Regions from separate parts of the Mus musculus genome. Here regions 2 and 3 are each linked to region 1. A link is a contact called in public Hi-C and HiChIP or PLAC-seq data. All regions are on one chromosome and are shown on one strand. Each heading gives the region's core, a stretch centred on a gene start, on an enhancer-like site or on the middle of the called end of the contact. The rest is flanking DNA. Distances are from core to core; before and after follow the strand shown. Region 1 holds the start of Crim1 (cysteine rich transmembrane BMP regulator 1 (chordin like)). Region 2 has its middle 31 kb from the start of Gm4710. Region 3 has its middle 76 kb from the start of Gm4710.

Evidence for each region. A called contact is a pair of places that touch in the nucleus more often than the background predicts. HiChIP or PLAC-seq counts read pairs in DNA pulled down with a chosen protein or histone mark.
Region 2: a contact with region 1 is called in a Hi-C map of embryonic fibroblasts, with 3 times the contacts expected there. The contact joins the enhancer-like site here to the promoter of Crim1 in region 1. A contact is called at or near these places in 8 of 39 promoter capture datasets (the 3T3-L1 cell line, the C10 cell line, cranial neural crest and 4 more) and 1 of 484 Hi-C or Micro-C datasets (embryonic fibroblasts).
Region 3: a contact with region 1 is called in an H3K27ac HiChIP or PLAC-seq map of embryonic fibroblasts, with 34 times the contacts expected there. The contact joins the enhancer-like site here to the promoter of Crim1 in region 1. A contact is called at or near these places in 5 of 39 promoter capture datasets (cranial neural crest, frontonasal cranial neural crest, hippocampal neurons and 2 more), 4 of 484 Hi-C or Micro-C datasets (adipose-derived mesenchymal stem cells, cortical neurons and embryonic fibroblasts) and 4 of 115 datasets of contacts at active chromatin or transcription factors (astrocytes, embryonic fibroblasts, embryonic forebrain and 1 more).

The regions. Positions count from the first base shown.
Region 1 is chr17:78,198,988-78,201,518 of GRCm38.p6, forward strand. Crim1 (cysteine rich transmembrane BMP regulator 1 (chordin like)) reads left to right here and starts at 1,261. Exons shown (of 17, transcript NM_015800.3): 1 at 1,261-2,112. The coding sequence starts at 1,782. It overlaps Gm32282 (predicted gene, 32282), which reads right to left and starts at 1,038. Exons shown (of 2, transcript NR_168063.1): 1 at 607-1,038; 2 at 263-364.
Region 2 is chr17:75,890,945-75,893,475 of GRCm38.p6, forward strand. No RefSeq gene overlaps it. Among named protein-coding and RNA genes, the nearest start is that of Gm4710, 31 kb to the left of the region's middle. Within about 2 kb of position 1,272, at least 12 of the 459 cell types and tissues checked have an H3K27ac peak or open chromatin away from gene starts, as enhancers often do. A contact at or near this core is called in embryonic fibroblasts, where this site is marked.
Region 3 is chr17:75,935,543-75,938,073 of GRCm38.p6, forward strand. No RefSeq gene overlaps it. Among named protein-coding and RNA genes, the nearest start is that of Gm4710, 76 kb to the left of the region's middle. Within about 2 kb of position 1,264, at least 45 of the 459 cell types and tissues checked have an H3K27ac peak or open chromatin away from gene starts, as enhancers often do. A contact at or near this core is called in adipose-derived mesenchymal stem cells and embryonic fibroblasts, where this site is marked.

The sequences.
Region 1 (2,531 bases), core at 11-2,510:
GCACAGGCAGCCAAGCCCACTTCACACCTGCTCCAACACCAGGCGGGTTTTACATAATGATTCAAATCACTCCCCCCTCCCTCCTTGGGCTGTTTTATTTATACTCCTGTAAGGGGGCACGGAGAAAACATCGACGGGGCCACTGGTTCTCTCCTGATGAGGGATCAGAGCTATCACTGGGAGAATCTCTGAAATCATTGAGGAGAAATCCTCCACATGTGCACAGCTCCTCTCCAGTTGTTTCATGTCTCGCCACAAAGAATATATTACCACCCATCTTCTTTATTAATACATTCGTGATAAATCTTTTAGGAAAGAAAAATGGGAGGAAGAAAAGGGAAACACGCCTCTTTAGCTCGCGAGCCTGAAAAAACAAAACAAAACGGCACAGTCAGGTGGCATGTAAGGATGCCTAGGCTCTTCCAGCCTAGCGTCATGTCAAGACTTGTAATCTAGTGTTGAGCCTTACTCCAGAGAGGATTAAGCTCTGTTACTTTCCAGTCACCCCTCCCATGATACAGCACCTCCACACAGACATACAGAAGGTGGATCATTAAAATTCAAGCTGCAGCCCTCCCCAACATTGTCCCAGCTCAGAATATTTACCTAGACCATTTAAAGCATTCAACCCCACCAGCAGTTTCCCTGGAGATGTCTCCAGGTTTCCAAGACTCCATTACATAATATCTTTTACAAAGTCTATTCCCAGCTCGAGTGGAAGATGGATTCTCGTCCAGTTTGCGGAAATTCCACGCGTTCGCTTCCCTTTCCTGGGGTTCGATCCGGCCAGTGCCCAGCCTAGGCTGCAGCAACAGCTCCGGCTAGGATCCCCGCCACTCTCTGAACTCAAAACTACCACCCGGAGGTGCAGCCGTCCCGCCCCCGGTGCTCCAAAGCTAGCCCTCGTGGCCCGGTGCCGGCGGGGGCTCGCGTCGCTACGACTGTCTCAGATCCCCGGCCGCAGCGCGCTCGCGGGGCCGGGCCCCGAGCCCGGATGATCGGCAGCAGGGCCGACTCGGTGCCGGGCTGCGGAGGAAGGAGAGGGGGAGGAGGAGGAGGCGTGGAGGGAGGAAGGGCCGGGGCAGCCCCGGAGGGAGGCGAGGGGGAGGGGAGGGGGCCGGCCGGCCCGAGGGTGGGGGGGCAGCCAATGAGCAGCGCGCGGCGCGGGGAGGGCGGGGGGGGGAATGAGGTAGGATGGGGGAGGGCGCAGCCGGAGCGGCGGAGGCTCCAGCCATAAACAAGCGCCCGGAGGAGCGGCGCGGGAGAGAGCCGAGCCGGGCACAAGGAACGGACGCCACGGACCTTCTGCTGAGCCACCGCGCCCACTCGGCGGCTCGGGAGGCGGGGACCGGCCCGGAGGCTGCGCTGCCGTCGTCTTTCCCCGGCAATCAGGAGCAGCGCGGAGGACCAGAAGGAGCCACCAGCCCTTCTTCGGAGCGGTGCGCAGCCACCGCCGCCGCCAGAAGTTTGGGTTGAACCGGAGCTGCCGAGAGGAAACTTTTTTTCCTCTTTTCCCCCTCCCGCCCGGGAGGAGAAGGAGGAGGAGGGGAAGCCACCCGCCACCGCTGCCGCTGGCGCCAACGCTCGTGGGCTCCGGGTCGGCGCGGCCCGCAGGGGCGGCGGGGGCCTCGCCCCGCGAGGGGAGGAGCGCCCCGGGGGCCCCTAGTGGGGCACGAGGACCGCGGGCTGCGGGTGCGGCGGCGGCGCGTGTGCCCCGCGCAGGGGAGGGCGCCCGCCCCGCTCCCGGCCCGACTGCGAGGAGGAGGCGGCGGCGCAGGAGGATGTACTTGGTGGCGGGGGGCAGGGGGCTGGCCGGCTGCGGGCACCTCTCGGTCTCGCTGCTGGGGCTGCTGCTGCTGCTGGCGCGCTCAGGCACCCGGGCGCTGGTCTGCCTGCCCTGTGACGAGTCCAAGTGCGAGGAGCCTCGGAGCTGCCCAGGAAGCATCGTGCAGGGCGTCTGCGGCTGCTGCTACATGTGCGCCCGCCAGAGGAACGAGAGCTGCGGTGGAGCCTATGGGCTCCATGGAGCCTGCGACCGGGGGCTGCGCTGTGTCATCCGCCCCCCGCTCAATGGCGACTCCATCACCGAGTACGAAGTGGGCGTCTGCGAAGGTACGGCTGCCCTGCTGCGCGCCCCCTCCCACCTGGCGGGCGCGGAACAAAGTTTGCTTGAGACTTTTCCCAGAGGAGAGAGGGTTCCCGGGGAGGAGGGACGGTCGCTGTCCCCTGGAGGGTGCCCTAGATGCCTGCCCAGGGGCGGGCGAGGTTGGGTTGCGTGGGTGAGCTCCGAACACGCATAGACACACACAGGTGCGGTGATTAGGGCTTACACTGGGTGGCCTTTCTCGCCCCAGGCAGGGGTGCCCTGTGCGGGGGCACACTGCGGAGTCTGGCACGCACAAGTCCCTCGGGGAGTCCGCCCCTGCTGCCCTGCCCGCATAGCGCAGTGTGGCACCGAGGGCGTACGCAGTCCGCGCAGCCGGCTTCTGATAGCGGAGTAGACCTGTGCTCCAGCCTGCACTCCCTATGTG
Region 2 (2,531 bases), core at 22-2,521, 2.3 Mb before region 1:
GGGGGCTTTTGGGATAGCATTGGAAATGTAAATAAAGAAAATAACTAATAAAAAAAAGCAGGGCTTTCTCTCCCTGGTGACAACAAAGGAAATCACATGGACTTAAATGTGGTGTTGCTGCACTGGAGAAGGAGATAGCCAAATGGTAGGGACCTGAAAGTGGAAGGATGCCCATCTGCAGAACCATCAGAAAAAGTCCAAACCCAACTGAGACCTTTCTATCTTATTGATATCTTATTAATTGACACCTTAGTAAAAAAATAACCAGTCAATCCTGCCTGGATTTCTGACTTAGATACTGTTGTCCTTTGTCAAGGTGTGGACATGGATGTGAACATAATGGGCCAAATTTAGCCACCTGTGCCCTCTAAGTCCCAGGTGGATTAGTGCAGTAGCTATGTACACCTTCTTCTGAGAGCAGCGAAACAGAATCATCCTTTCTACCTCTGATCCAGGTAAAAGGGTGTATGCTATGAAAACTGGAGTTCCATGGGAAAGCTGCTCTGGCCACTGGTTGCCACAGTGAGCCACAGAAAGATGTTAACTGTATCTACAGAAGGACACCAAACAGTCTTTGTTCTAGTGAATTGCTTTTGGACTGAAGTTAGATCAATAATGCTACAAACAAAGTCAGTCATTAGAGAAAAAAGTCAATAGTAATGTATTGTGAAATCTCCATTGCTTTACTATAATTCATTTTGGGGGACTCTTTTTATCATAATCTCTGAGTTTAGCTGTTCAGCCATAATAACGTGGGTTGTGTCAGTCTTGAGTGGGTTTCAATTGCATAAGTCCTGAACTGACTTGGCGCCCATCCTTGTGCTTAGTCATCAAGCAAGAAAGCAAACAAAGGGTTTTTGCAGAAGTCATGGAGGAAGCTTGGCTTTCATACAAGAGAGTGGTCATATGTGGGGAAAGGATGGTGGCAGTAGAGAGAACAGAATAAAGAAATGACCTCACGGACCAAACACCTGAATGCTGCTCCCATTCCCACCGTGGACATGCTAGACAGTCTTGTGATTTTTATGATTTAATACCTTTAATCTGTGTGTTTAAGTGTGTACATGTATGTATGTATGTATGTATGTATGTATGTATGTATGTATGTAAATATTTGTATGCGAGCCTGCATTTGTTTGTCAATGTAGGCATGTGTCCCACAGTATACATGTGAAAATGAGCATACAACCTCAAGGGTTAGTCCTTACCTGTTATCTTGTTTGAGACAGAGTCTTTTTCTTTTGTTTGCTATCCACATCTGCATAGCCCTTGGTAGCTGGCCTGAAAGATTCTGGAATTACCACCTCACCACAGGCGTATTGGCATTGAGGACACATACTACCTTGCTTAGCTTTATATGGGCTCTGGGCAGCTGAACTAAAGTCTTCAAGCTTGGGCAGCAAGCACTTTATCCACTGAGTCACCTCCCCAGCCCTGATTTTATTATTTTGGCTCAGCTCCCCGAGCGTCTCCATTTCCCTATCTGTGGAATGTTTATTTTAAGTAGGGGAATCAGAGGGCAAATCTAGATATAATCAACTGAATCCACACTCCATCAGCGATGTGAAGGAAACAGAGTGCTCAGGTACAGAGATTGGCCCAGTTACCTGATAGACAAAGAATAGCATTCAGGGCATGATTTAACCATTTCAATGTGACATAACAGTTGACGGTGAATTCATGCCTGATGGCAGAGTAGGTTAGGTATTGAGAGTTAGAGGAGTAGTTGAACATTTCTATTTATCTGTACAACCTTGATCATTAGATTTTCTAAACTTAAAAAACTGAAAAAAATGAACAGAGGTGAATTTTGACTAGATGCTGTGATTTTGCAAGCCTCCCTTAGAGTGCAGTTGACAATGATCTATAAACCAATACTGTTGATTGTTTCTAATGTCCATTCGATTAACAATTAATAAAAATAGCTTTTAATGTAATAATTCTGATGCCATTACCTTATGCAAATATTTCCTATCATAATTATGGCGAACAAGTAAGAAATGATCAAATCTCTACATTTGGTCAATTAGTGAGTTTGAGAGTAGAATTTTTATGGATAATTACTACAAAGTACCTTAGACTACAGAGTTCTAAAAATGGGCCATATTAACAGGACAGTGACCCCTTAAGCCATTGCAATGTTGCAATGGAAACATCTATGTCTATGATGGGTGGACATAATGTCTCTAAATTTAGATAAAAGCTTCCTTTCTCTCTTGTTTCATTTATCATAGCTTTTTTGCTTTTTTTTTTTTTTACAGTATTTTAAAGGCTGATACAAAAAAAAAAAAAAAGGACATGAGATCTTTAAAACACAAAATTGCAATCCATTGTCCTGTTTTCAATTGTGTTCTGGTTTAGACTTTTTTAGAGGAGGCTGTTTCTTTAAACTCTCTCTTGCCCTATTTGAGATTAATCTGCGGCAACACCTGCTAATATAACTGGACCTTCCATGGCACTAATGTGAATCACTTAGCTATTTAAAAAATGAGAGGGAGTAGCTTTCACCCCTTTGGCCATGTGCTAGGTTT
Region 3 (2,531 bases), core at 14-2,513, 2.3 Mb before region 1:
TAAGCAGTGTGAATTTTGGAGCAGACTGCATGCATGATCCTTAAAGAAAGTGAAAGAAAACAGAAGGGAAATAAGTTAGAAAAAGGCATCTAGGTGACAGATAGGTCTCCAGAGTGGTTATATAGCTGAGAGAACACACAGGAAAAGTGTCTAATAATTTTATTAAGACACAGTTTATGATCTGTGTCCTGTCCTTCAATTCTTCATGAAATGTTTGGAATCCTCATAGTACTTTTTGAACTTCAGATTTATTTTTACTTTTGGTGTGCAGGATGAGCAGTTTGGGCAGTAAGATGGGTGACTTGAACTATATAAATCAATGGAATTCATATCAGTTTGTATCAAAGTATAATTTTATTGCTTTTATTTCTCCAACTTGTATAATCGAGAGAGCCTAAGGCAAGAAATTGAAAGCTATGGTCCGATGTAAAAGGTGTCCTTCCTTTGTTGTGCATTAGATGATCTTACTAATAGACTAATCTTGGGAAACTATTTGCAGGTTTTTAAAAGGTCTGGATGCTATTACTACTATGAAAGCAGTTTCCCAACCATAATATACTCCCAAGGTAAATGATGTCATTTCTTAAGCTCACAATTCACAAGTGAAATCTTCATATTCTTTCATTTTGTACAATAACTACAGCATGGGTAGCATGAGAAATGCTCATAAAGTGCTGAGTAAATGAATAAAGGCTTTGGGTCACCTATATTCTCCCTGCACCAATCTTAAGGAACTCATTCACAAAAGAACTGAAGCCATGCTTGTTTGCTGTATAATATTGGACAGAAAATATCAGCAGGGATGATTTAAGAGAGGATCACATTGAAGAATTCAAATGGGACTCAACAGTGAGAATGGTCACAACGGATAATGAATATCCCCTCTACAGAGTTTAAAGAGATTGGATTCTGTTCTCTTTGGAGCAATTTAGTTCTAATCTTGATGAACTTGAAGATCTCGCAGCATCTTTTCTATCCCTTTAATCTTGGGATTAAAATGAACCTGAAATCTTTAGTGTCTGGAGAAGCAATTGATGTCCTCTGTATAGGCTTAGATAACACCGAGTCAGAAACAAGTGTGTGTAGTTTGGCTGCCTTTTCAGTTGGCTATTTTAAGTATATCTACAGTGAGCATAGCTGATGTACAATTCTTTAATTAAAAAAAAAAGTAAAATACTTTGTGGGCCTTTTTGCTTCCGATGAGTCTTGCTGACGGCATTCACCCTGTTACTCAGGATCCTTTGGTGTGAGTCATAATGGTAATGTGTGACTTTGAGTCTTGTGATTCATTTGAGGGTGGTTCTTATTATTTACAGAACAATGCAGATGAATCACTTCTGATATTTCAAAGGCTTTATATAAATAGCCATATAATATACCCCAGTTTCTGGCCATTGAAGCTTTTACAGTTGCTGTCCTTTCATCTGGGTTCCTGAAACTTTCTTTTCCATTTCCAGAGCTGTAGTTGGGTCATAAGCATCATGGAAAGAGGCCTCGGCAGGATTTTCCAGAAGGTGTTATCTGAAAGAATACTGACTCCACACATGTACATTTGGAATAAAAGCACAGTGTTTTACTTATATGGAGAAAAGAGGCTCGCCCTACCATTGTTCATGCTCCTTGGGATGTTGGCCAAACAGTGACTACTATCTGTGCTTACCATCTCTGAGAATGTCAAAGCCACCTCCTCCGTGGAGAATGAGTACAGAGAATGGAGGGCTGGATAGAAACGCCACTCATTCACTTGGCTTCCACTTGGCCCTCCAGTCAGTAACTTCAATAAGTCTTATTTACAATAGGCTATCTCTGAGTGTTTCCTGTGGTCTTGTGATACTTCCTCCACTGTTTCAGTATAGCCGACCTGTGGAGAGAGCATACATGTACATTGGTGCATGAATAGATAAAGGAAACTTTATGTGGACTTTACAAAGAAGGAATTCTTTATCTTTCTGTTAGAACATGAATGAAACTGAGGCATTTAGTATTAAGCAAAGTAAGACGGGCACAAAAAGAACTGGGTTATGTCTTGACACATATGGTTGATAAAATGTTAATTACATAGATGTAGAAAATAGGACAGTTACTAGAGGGTGGGCTGGGGTAAAGAGTGTCAAAGATTATAACATCTAGCTAGACAGAAAAATTACATGCAAGAGATCCACTGTGGGATATGGTGACTGTCCTTAATAAGAATGTACTACCATTTCAAAAATCTCTAAGAGAATATATATATGGCGAGAGCCACAGAGCTTCTGAGGCGGCGCCATCTTCGGCTCCAGACAACCAGCCACCTTCCTGGTGAGTGCACAGGGGTCCGCCAGCCCGAGAGGTTTGTGCCTCAGGCCCCGGCGGGAGCCTCCTTGGCTCCGGGACTCCGCGGAGGGCAGGCTGCACAGGTGACGGTGTGGAATACAGAGGCCAGCCATTTCTGGGACAGGCGAGAGCCACTGAACTTCTGAGGCGGCGCCATCTTCAGCTCCAGACAACCGGCCACCTTCCTGGCCAAAGCAACACAGCTTCTGGGAAAGATC